Linked DNA regions of Zea mays: region 1 is linked to region 2. A link is a contact called in public Hi-C data. All regions are on one chromosome and are shown on one strand. The core of a region is the stretch at or near the end of the contact, and the rest is flanking DNA. Distances in the headings are between cores, read along the strand shown.

What was found. Hi-C and Micro-C count contacts between places; a contact is called where the count stands out from the background.
Region 1: a contact with region 2 is called in a Hi-C map of ear, with 4 times the contacts expected there. The contact joins the promoter of LOC103627300 here to the promoter of LOC100285977 in region 2. A contact is called at or near these places in 8 of 25 Hi-C or Micro-C datasets (bundle sheath, ear, endosperm and 3 more) and 2 of 3 datasets of contacts at active chromatin or transcription factors (leaf and seedling).

What each region holds. Positions count from the first base shown.
Region 1 is chr5:177,373,600-177,378,970 of Zm-B73-REFERENCE-NAM-5.0, reverse strand. It overlaps LOC103627300 (DNA repair protein XRCC3 homolog), which reads left to right and starts at 3,950. Exons shown (of 1, transcript XM_008647595.4): 1 at 3,950-5,300. The coding sequence starts at 4,041. The coding sequence ends at 4,916.
Region 2 is chr5:177,186,538-177,191,494 of Zm-B73-REFERENCE-NAM-5.0, reverse strand. It overlaps LOC100285977, which reads left to right and starts at 1,444. Exons shown (of 15, transcript NM_001372349.1): 1 at 1,444-1,640; 2 at 1,742-1,866; 3 at 2,968-3,083; 4 at 3,265-3,360; 5 at 3,484-3,540; 6 at 3,737-3,889; 7 at 3,969-4,053; 8 at 4,271-4,361; 9 at 4,436-4,600; 10 at 4,866-4,957. The coding sequence starts at 1,836.

The DNA.
Region 1 (5,371 bases), core at 2,701-5,200, 180 kb before region 2:
AACATAGTGTACTATAAATGTTGTTGATCATAAGATAACAAGAGATACTTTAGTTTTTTTTCTCGAATAAGCAGGAGAGTTGCGTATCATTATATTAATAGAAGAGGAAAAAGACCCGAGGCCTGAAAACAAACAAAAAACACACGAGCACCCACTCACAACACTGTTTGCACATAGACTCACCCCCAACGCACACCTGACACACTCTACAGTCCAACCCTTCTGAAGGCCCTTCCTCTATCCCGGATCAAAAAGAGATACTTTAGTTGCTTATGCTGATAAATTGTTATAGATGTCTAGAAGTTTACCATGTTTTTGAGATTCACAAATCCATGCAAGTGTTGGAAAATCATGCTACTCTTCACTTGGTAGCTCATTGAGCATTTCATCTTCATTTTCTTGATTAGTTATTGCCTGGATTGTTGGTGTCTGTACAGTGTAAACAGAACCTTTGAGCAAGCAAACAAGCTTGCTAACATAATATTAAGGACCGAGTGATGGCTCTGTTGGTAGAGCCTCTAGTTCAGAGACTGCTCACCACCCCGGTTATTGCCTAGATTAGATGGTTGTAAAGTGTAAACCGAACCTTTGAGCAAGGCAAACATAATTGCTGACATAATATTAAGAACCGAGTGATGTCTCGGTTGGTAGTATCTAGTTCAGAGGCTGCTCACTGCCCACTACCCACTATTTTTTTCTCGAACGCGCACGAGAACTGCGGGGCTTGAACTTTGACACTTGTAGCTTTTGTGTGAGTACCTCCCTATAGGGTTAGGTGCACTTTTCTTTTATTTCAAAGCTAATTGATGGTTGTTCCCATTATCAAGTTCTTTTCTTCTCTTCCTCCCCATCTAATTGGTGATGTATCTGCTAAACGTATGGTTTTGAAGAACTCACACATATTAACTTTTTGTATTAACATTCCTCCGTCGACCAAATCTACCCAGCATGTAATGCATGCTTACATGTGAAATGTGATTAGACAATATGCAATGGCGTTACACATTTGAGCAATTCTTGTATCTGTAAAGTTTGGTAACCTTCTTAAATAGAGCCATCTTTTTATCATATATATGTGGATAAGCATTAATTGATAGTAGGCAAGCATTGTGCATCAGGTTTTGCTCCTAATAAGACAAAAAATGTTTAAGTTTGCTTGCACCACTATATTTTTTCTACATATCAGCATATATAGAAACAACGACAACAACAAAGCCTTTTAGTCCCAATCAAGTTATGGTAGCTCAGAGTTGAAACCTAACAAAAACCACAAGTCAAGGTTCATGCACATGGATAACTATTTTTTATGCACTCCTATTAAGGCTAATTTTTTGGGTGTATTGCATCATTTGAAATCTCCTTTTACTGCCTCTTCTGATGTCAACTTTAGCCTTCGCCTCCCTCTTCTATGGATATATTAAAATCATCTCAACAGGTGTTGGATAAGTTTTTCTTCAATTGGTGCTATCCCTAGCCTATCATATATATCATCGTCCCAGACTCGATCTCTTCTTGTATGGCTACAAATCTAACACAACATACACTTTTCTGCAACATTTATCTACCTGAATGTGTCGTCTTTTTAGGTTCTGTGGTATCCTCTTGTCACCTAGAATCCCAGATGCTTTACGCCACTTCATCCATACTGCTTTGGTCCTATAGCTAACACATTTATTAATATTTTTGTTCCTCTACAACATTGGTCTTAAATACTGAAAGTAATCCTTCTTGGACACTACTTATCTTCCAAACCAATGTCTCCTTTTTAATGTGTAGTAGTGCTAAAGTCATATATCATATATTCGATTTTAATTCTACGAGTCTAAAACCTTTGAACTCTAGAGTCTTTAGCCACAACTCTAGTTTTTCATTATCGAACACGCAATAGAAGAAAAAAACAGTACAAAAGAACACCCACACACACTGACCCACACCCATGCTGAGACAACAGGAGTGCGCACGAGACATACTGAGAGACACAACCAAAACAGATAAAAAACAACACATGGACTAAACAACTAAGCCACTAAGAATATCACTCTGAGTTGTCAACAAGGCTAGCCCCTTGGTGCCAGCAGAAATCTAGCACCAAAGTCCTTTACCGGCCGATATTTGGGCTATAGCAAGATGTGGTGATTTGCCATTGAACACACAATCATTCCTTTGCCGCCAAATAATCCAAGCTTCCAACACAATCGGAGGGTTGAGCCCTTTCTGGAGCTGCTTTCCCATGACGTTGACACAATTCGTTCACCAGTCATCGAAGATCACACAGATTGTTGCGGACAAAGAGCAGCGAGCCCCATTCTTTGGAGAAGAAAGAACCAGAATTGCCTGCTGAAAACACAGTTTACTACGATATGATTAATCGTCTCATCTTCCTATTCACAAAGGGGACAACAGCTCGATCGGGGGATATTTCTTTTAGCCAATCGATCCGATGTCCCGGTTGTGGATCACAAGACAGATGAAGAAAATGCACTTAGGAGGAGCCCAAGTCTTCCAGACACGATGAAAAGCCTCCCACTGCAAGTATCCTTGGAAGATGGCTGCATAAGCCGAGGTTGCTGAATATTTTCCGGAACTAGACAGCCTAAAAAAGTGTCTATCCGTCATGTTGGGTTGCAGGTTAACCCCTTCAAAAGCTTCCCAAATAAGCGTGATTTCCATGAGCACCTCCTAGGATGAAATACCTAGTTTTGTATTTGCTCATGTCCAACTTCCATCAACTAGCACTATATTGTCCGCAAAAAGCATACACCAAGGGATATCCCCTTGTATGTCCCTTATGATCTCATCCATCATCAAGACAAAGGTAAGGGCTCAAAGCTGACTCTCGATGTAATTCTATAAGCATGAAGTTATCCGTGTTTCCATCACTTGTTCAAACAAGTGACAATATTGTTCTACATGTCTTTAATAAGTCCAATGTACTCCATTGGAGCTTTACGTTTGTCCAAAGCTCACCACATAATATCTCTTGGTATTTTATCATAAGCCTTCTTCGAGTTAATGAAAACAATGTATATATCTTTCTTTTGTTTTTTATACTACTCCATCACTTGTCTTATTAAGAAAATAGTTAACATGTTTGACTTTTTGGACATAAAACCAATTTGGTTCATAGATATCCTCGTTATTCCTATCAAACGGTGCTCGAAAACCCTCTCCCATAGCTTTATAGTATGACTCATCAACTTAATTCTCCGGTAATTAGTACAACTTTGAATATCTTTTTTGTTCTTGTAGTTTAGTACCAATATACTTCTCTTCCATTTGTTAGACATCTTGTTCGTCCGGAAGGCTAGGAATCCTAAGTGTCTCTCAACTTTATTTGATAATTAGAACTAGGTATGTACCCATGTTTCGTAACTATACGAGTTAAAACAGCTCACGTCTAGCAACGATACAAAGTTCAATTCTTATGTTTATTGGGTTCTATTGAAACGCACAAGCCTATTTGCTAGTGTATGTCTAGAAACAAGACAAAGCATCTTATAGTTTAGAAGTGAGAATGTATTTTGTTACATAATGGTTACATATCAGCTTGTCAGCAGTCCTACGACGAACTGCATGGTGTGTGTTGTCGTGGTATAATAGTGTTATTATTATGATTGAAGGTTTTCCTGCATTATTTCAAATTCCAAATGATTTTGTTTGAAGTGATATTTAGTATTCCCTTCGTTCCAATTTATAATTCGTTTGATATTTTTTTATCAAATTATTGTCATTTTTAGTGTGTAATTGTTTTGGCATATAATATATTTTAAATATGACTTTAAATTTTCTATTTTTTTTGAAAAAAATGAATAAAACGGGACGATCAAACTTAAGATAGGAAGGAGTAATTTAGTTCTAAACATTAGAGCTGAAAAGAGGAAACAGAGGTAATTGGGCTAGGCCCAAGCCTTTTTTTTACTCGTTCTATTCACCGCTCAAATATCAGCCCAAAAGTTCCTCCTACAGGCAAACTACCCGCGACGGTTCAAAACCAGACTCCGAGCGAATCCCCAATCCGTTCGGCGGCGAGCCGACCGGCGATGCGTCCGCCGGCGCCGAAGGTCCCATCCGCCGCTTCCTCGTCCTCCCACAGCCAGCGCGAGCCCCGCCCGGAGAACCCTCTCCTCCTCCTCCCCTCCTCTCGCTTCACCAAGCTCTCACTCGGCTGTCCCCTCCTCGACCGCCTCCTCTGCGGCGGCCTCCCCGCCGCCTCCGTTACCGAGATAGCCGGCGAGTCTGCCTCTGGAAAGACTCAGCTCTGTCTTCAGCTCGCCCTCCTGGCGCCCCTGTCCCCGCTCTCCGCCTCCTCCCTCTTCCTCCACTCCGACCTCCCATTCCCCCTTCACCGCCTCCGCCGCCTAGCCCCCAAATCCCGCCCCGATATCCTCGACCACGTCCTCGTCGCCGCCGCGCACTCCCCCACCGACCTTCTGTCCCTCCTCGCCCGCGCCCAGCGACTGCTCGCCAACCCCGGCCGCTCCCCGCACCGCCTCCCCATCCGCCTCATCCTCCTCGACTCCATCGCTTCCCTCTTTCGTGGCGACTTCGACGCCTCCCCCGCTGACCTCAGGCGCCGGTCCGCGCTCTTCTTCCAGATATCGGCGAAGCTCAAGGAGCTCGCTTACAGGCACCAGTGTGTGGTGGTGGTGACCAACCAGGTGGTGGACGTGGTGGAGGGGGACGCCGGGAACACCGTGGCGTGGTCGTCGGGGCGCCGTCTGAGCCCGGCGCTCGGGATCGCCTGGGCCAACTGCGTCAACACGCGCCTGTTCCTGACGCGGGAGGTGGAAGGGAATGGCACCAGCGGGAGCGCAAGGAGGTGGATGAAAGTGGCGTTTGCGCCGCACCTGCCAGAGCAATCGTGCGAGTTTGTGATACGGAGGGACGGCGTCTTTGGCGTCGAGCCGGAGAGGTAGGCGCTCCTCTTGGTCTTTTGTCAGGACTTTACAGAGGAAGTGTGTGACCATAACCTGTTTGATGAAATGTCCCCGTTGGTAGTTAGATTTCACACACCCTGTAAAAGATTCAAAATATTTTACTATTTTACTTCAATTGTTAAGAATGGATGTGAAGCCATGCATGTAAATTAGACGTGTCACAACACAACGGACAAGTGATTGAACCTTTCTGGGGAAAGAGTTATTGTAGAAATCATCATGGCTAGTTTTGAAGTCTGAAATCAGAACCTAAGTTCTGTCTTCTTCGTTGCTTCTGTGAAATAACGCCATGTGTGTTTTAAACTGGTGTTTTATTAGAAAAGCGAATGTGCAATAATATTCCAGCCTTTGTATTGATCGATACATATAGTTGTCTGAAGTTTCAACCAACCAAAAAGCACAAATTTCGCAAGCCCTGCAAGGGTAAAATCAAA
Region 2 (4,957 bases), core at 195-2,694:
GCTCTGCCGGGGGCGCGTGTCAGGATAAAGGTGTCAGGCCACCTTTGCGTTAAATGCCCCTGCAATTTGGTCAGTCGGTGTGGCGATTTAGTCAAGGTTGCTTCTGAGCGAAGCCAAGGCCTCGGGCGAGCCGGTGATGTGTTCGCCATAAAAAGGGGGCCTCGGGCGAGACGGAAGTCTCTCGAGGTCGGCTGCCCTTGGCCGAGGCTAGGCTCGGGTGAAGCGTGATCGGGTCACTCGTGTGGACTGATCCCTGACTTAATCGTACCCATCAGGCCTTTGCAGCTTTATGCTGATGGGGGTTACCAGCTGAGAATTAGGCGTCTTGAGGGTACCCCTAATTATGGTCCCCGACAGATATATTTATTATTATATTCATAATTTTTACTATATAATTAGACATAACATATATATAGGTACATAGCAAAGACAATGAATCTGCTGAAGTCGAAATATCTTACAGTTAAAAATGGAGATAGTAGTTTTTAGTGGGAAACAGGAGTCGCTACCTTCACACCAAAAAGGAAAGTATGACTAGTAAGTGACATGAGATATGTGTATGCCATTTTCTAGAGATATTATTGTACATTCAGACCACTCTCAAAAGTTCTAACACGTTCGTGTCGAACCGGCCCATCCATCCGTAATTCATGTAAAAGCCCAGGAATCAAATTTGCAGCACCAAATTCTAATGAAGCAAAAGAAAGTCAACTAATAGAAAAGAGAAGCAATCAACAGAAACATGAGCAATAGAAACTTAACATTTCTAGTAAATTAGTGAGTTATTCTTAGGTGGCTGTCTTATCATAAACTTTTGATTAGTAGGGGGATACTGGCCTCTGGGTGCGAGCAATCTGGTCTCGAGAGCTAGCGAAGGCAGACCATGCGGTGGAATGTTTTAGAATTGTAGAACGTCTTGAATTATGGAATGTGTCAAATATACACAACTTCTAGAATTGTGAGCACGGAGGGAGTACATGTATCGGGATGGAACCCTAGTCTATGTCAAGACAACACACAGCGAAAGTAGATAGTAGAAGAGATGAAAAGCGGACGCAGTCGTCGTGGCCCCCGGGGCACTCCACCCCCCACTAAACACCCGACGTCGTCACTGCGTCCACGCCTTTGCCGCGGGAAAATCCCCCGGAAACCCGCACAAAACCGATCTCACCCAGCAACGAAACGGCAGCAGTTTCGAAAAACCGAAGCGAGATGTGCGGGGGCTGTACTGTACCGCGCTGTGCCTGTGCGGAGCACGGGGCCGGGCCACCCACCCGCGCCCCGCACCGCGCTGCCTGCCCTGCCCCTTGCCGCGCTGCGCTGTCCGTCGCTTCTCCGTTCGCGCTACTACTGCCACTGCGGGCTGCGGCTAGTAAAAAAAAGCAGCGCCGCGCCTCCACCTCGACTCCAGGCCAAGGCAGCCAGCCTACCCAGACAACCAAACGAACCCGCCCGGAGCAGCAAAGCATAGGCGCTCGAGCGCTCCCTCCTGAGCTCCTCCGCCTCACGGTCACGCCTCGTGTCCCCCCACCCCCTCCTCGTCCTCCACCGGCCGCCTCACGCCGTCACCTCCGCTCGGCGAGTCTCGGCTCCGACCCCAGCCGCCACGTGCGACCTCCCCTACTCCTGACTCCTGAGAGGTAAGATCTTCTACCTCCCCGCTCTCCGGCTCCTCCGCTACCCTGAATTCCGCGGGTTCAGGAGGGGTCTAACGGCTACCTCGCTGCTACCGCGCGCGCAGATCTGCGGGGCTCGGCATGGGGTGACCAGATCGGGCCGCTGCTCGGTGCTTTCCAGCTGAATTCTGCCCGCAGCTCGTGTCGGAGGCAGCGGAGATGGCGGAGGCCGGCGTGGCACGCGGCTCAGGTTTGGTTTCCTTCGCTCTGGCTGCTCCCTTCGCTTCTCTATCTGTTTTTATCCCTTTTTTTTCTCGGCCTGTGTTGCTTCGGCTGAGCCTTCGTGTGGTGGTGATAATTACTAAGCTGGTGGGTGGACTCTGAATCGATGAGAGTGTAGAGGTCCAGAGAAACGTGGACTTAGGGAGTTGACACCTCGTGTGAGGTTGGAGAGCTGCAAAGTATGGAATTCGGTACAATTTGGGACGGTTGTGCATTTTTTTTTGCCATAGTCGGGAATGCTTTTCGTCTTAACTTTGCCATTTGTGGTGCAGTCTGTTGCTTTTTGACCGATTCATGGGTGAATTTGTATTTTTGCCGGTCTGCCTGCTTAACTAATGTCTGTCTGCTGTCGTTTTTATGCATGCACAACTGCATCGTGAAATTTGGGGCGGATAATGTAAAGTCGTAAAATCCGAAATTTGGTGGAAATTTGGATCTGCAAACTGATTATTTCCTTTGACAATTAGAAATCACGGTGCCTTCCGTTGTAAAAATTTTCATGCTTAAGTAACAAATGTTTCGACAACATAGATGGCCCTTAATTCTTGTATACGTTATAGGCTTATTGTTTTGACTGCTTTGCCCGACAATTTGCATTTTCGCTGTTCTGCAGTAAATTATTCAAAGCAGGATCTGGGAAACTGGGCTTATCGGAAAGAAAGATGTATAGTTGTGGATCTGCAAACTTATTTTTGTCAAATTAGTAGTGCATTCCATGGTAGAAGTTATATGATTTGCTCAACTATGTTAAGTACTGGGTGGGTATTTACTTCAAATGAAAGGGGCTCAAAACATCTAGTTGTAGCAGAGTTGTATTGTACCAATGGCTTCCATGTGAAGTATTTCCCTACAAAAAAATATATGATTTTTTATTGGATCTGTGTGAATGTTGCTTTATTAGGATTATATCATTGTTACTCGGTTAATTCATTATAAAAATAGACCAATTACACTTACACTGTAAAATTTACAAAATAAAAGGCTAAGAAATCCCTACAGTCCAATGTATGCCTTGTTCTCAACTTATCATGAACATTTCTCCTTAACAAAATCAAATGCCTTTGTATAGGGAGTGCTGGCGATGCTTTGTTCAGGGAACTCTGGCATGCTTGTGCTGGGCCGTTGGTCACAGTGCCTCGCCAAGGCGAGCTGGTTTATTACTTCCCGCAGGGTCATATGGAACAGGTATATCTCATCGTAGTGTGCCACAGTTAAGGAATTGAATGATTATCTGCGTTCTGTAGCTATTAATATTTTGATAATATTTCTTGCTCCATATGTTCGGATGACAGTGGTCTGTTCTGCATTAATTCCACTGTTTTTATGTAATCTTGTCATTAAACTTCGATCAAACATCTTTCTGTAGCTTGAAGCGTCTACAGATCAACAACTTGATCAGCACTTGCCTTTGTTTAATCTACCGCACAAGATCCTCTGCAAGGTGGTCAATGTAGAACTTAGAGTAAGTCCTCTGTTCCTTTTGGTTTGCGTAGTCTCCCTTCATGCAAACTTCACTGAAATAACAATTGCCCACTAATAGGACCAATCAGATACTTCATTTTACTGCTTTACCTTTGGAATGCAGGCTGAAACTGATTCTGATGAAGTTTATGCTCAAATTATGCTGCAACCACAAACAGAGGTGAGTAGGTTCACGTATATAATTTCTTGTGGATCTCAATCCTCTCACTGCATTATTGTCCGTTTCTTTGTATGTTCAGTATAGTACTGTATCTCACTCATGATCTTTCTTTTTTGCAATCAACTTTTCTAACTATATTGCACAGTCAGTATTACATGTGAATGTGTTGACTTATTTTCCTAATTCACTAAATTAGCAAAGTGAGCCCACCAGCCCAGATCCTGAACCACCTGAGCCTGAAAGATGCAACATTCATTCCTTCTGCAAGACCTTGACTGCTTCAGATACAAGTACCCATGGTGGATTCTCTGTCCTCAGGAGGCATGCTGAAGAATGTTTGCCCCAACTGGTTAGCGCCATAATTTATAACATACCTGGGTGCAGTATTTGAGTTACGGCTTTTTAAGCGGGATGATTTTTATCTGCAGGACATGACTCAGAATCCACCGTGGCAAGAACTAGTGGCTAAAGATCTCCATGGAAATGAATGGCATTTCCGTCACATCTTTCGAGGTTAGTTTCTGATCTCAATGTACCAGTTAAACCTACTTTTTAGTTCCATAGTATTATAGTGTTGTTTTTATAGTTCTGATGTGGCGTTAATTTTGAATGAACTTAGTTCCCCTGATTCAAAAACAAATTTCCTGTGATTATTTTGATCACAAACATTGATGCTTTCATAATGATTTAGATTACTATGAACTCTTGAAGTATTTGCTGTTTCTTTTAGGGCAACCAAGGAGGCATCTACTTACAACAGGCTGGAGTGTTTTTGTTAGCTCAAAAAGATTGGTTGCGGGTGACGCGTTTATCTTCTTGAGGTGTGACAGAATTGCATGTTGAAGCTGTCTTGTACATTTATGGATCAACCTGCTAACTGTTCTTCATCTAACAGAGGTGAGAACGGAGAGCTGCGAGTCGGGGTAAGGAGGCTCATGAGACAACTAAATAACATGCCGTCTTCGGTTATCTCAAGCCACAGCATGCATCTTGGAGTCCTAGCAACTGCATCTCATGCCATCTCCACTGGAACTCTCTTTTCTGTTTTCTACAAACCCAGGTTTGATCCATTTTATTTTAAAACTTCCTTGGAATCCTTTCTTTACTCAATACAATATTGTTTGTTGGGTGTACTATACTTTGTGCATAAACTAACCATTTTGATGCCTATCCAGCTTCACACATGAGACATTTCTTTGTTCACATGAGTTGTGTTGTTTCTTGCGCTCAAATTATATTGTCCTATTAGTTTTGACATGTGCAAATGTTTTGTTCGTAAACTTGTACTTCTGAAACTTACATTGTTCATCTAATTTGGTCCACAGAACAAGTAGATCTGAATTTGTCGTTAGTGTAAACAAGTACCTCGAAGCTAAGAATCACAAGATGTCTGTTGGTATGAGGTTTAAAATGAGAT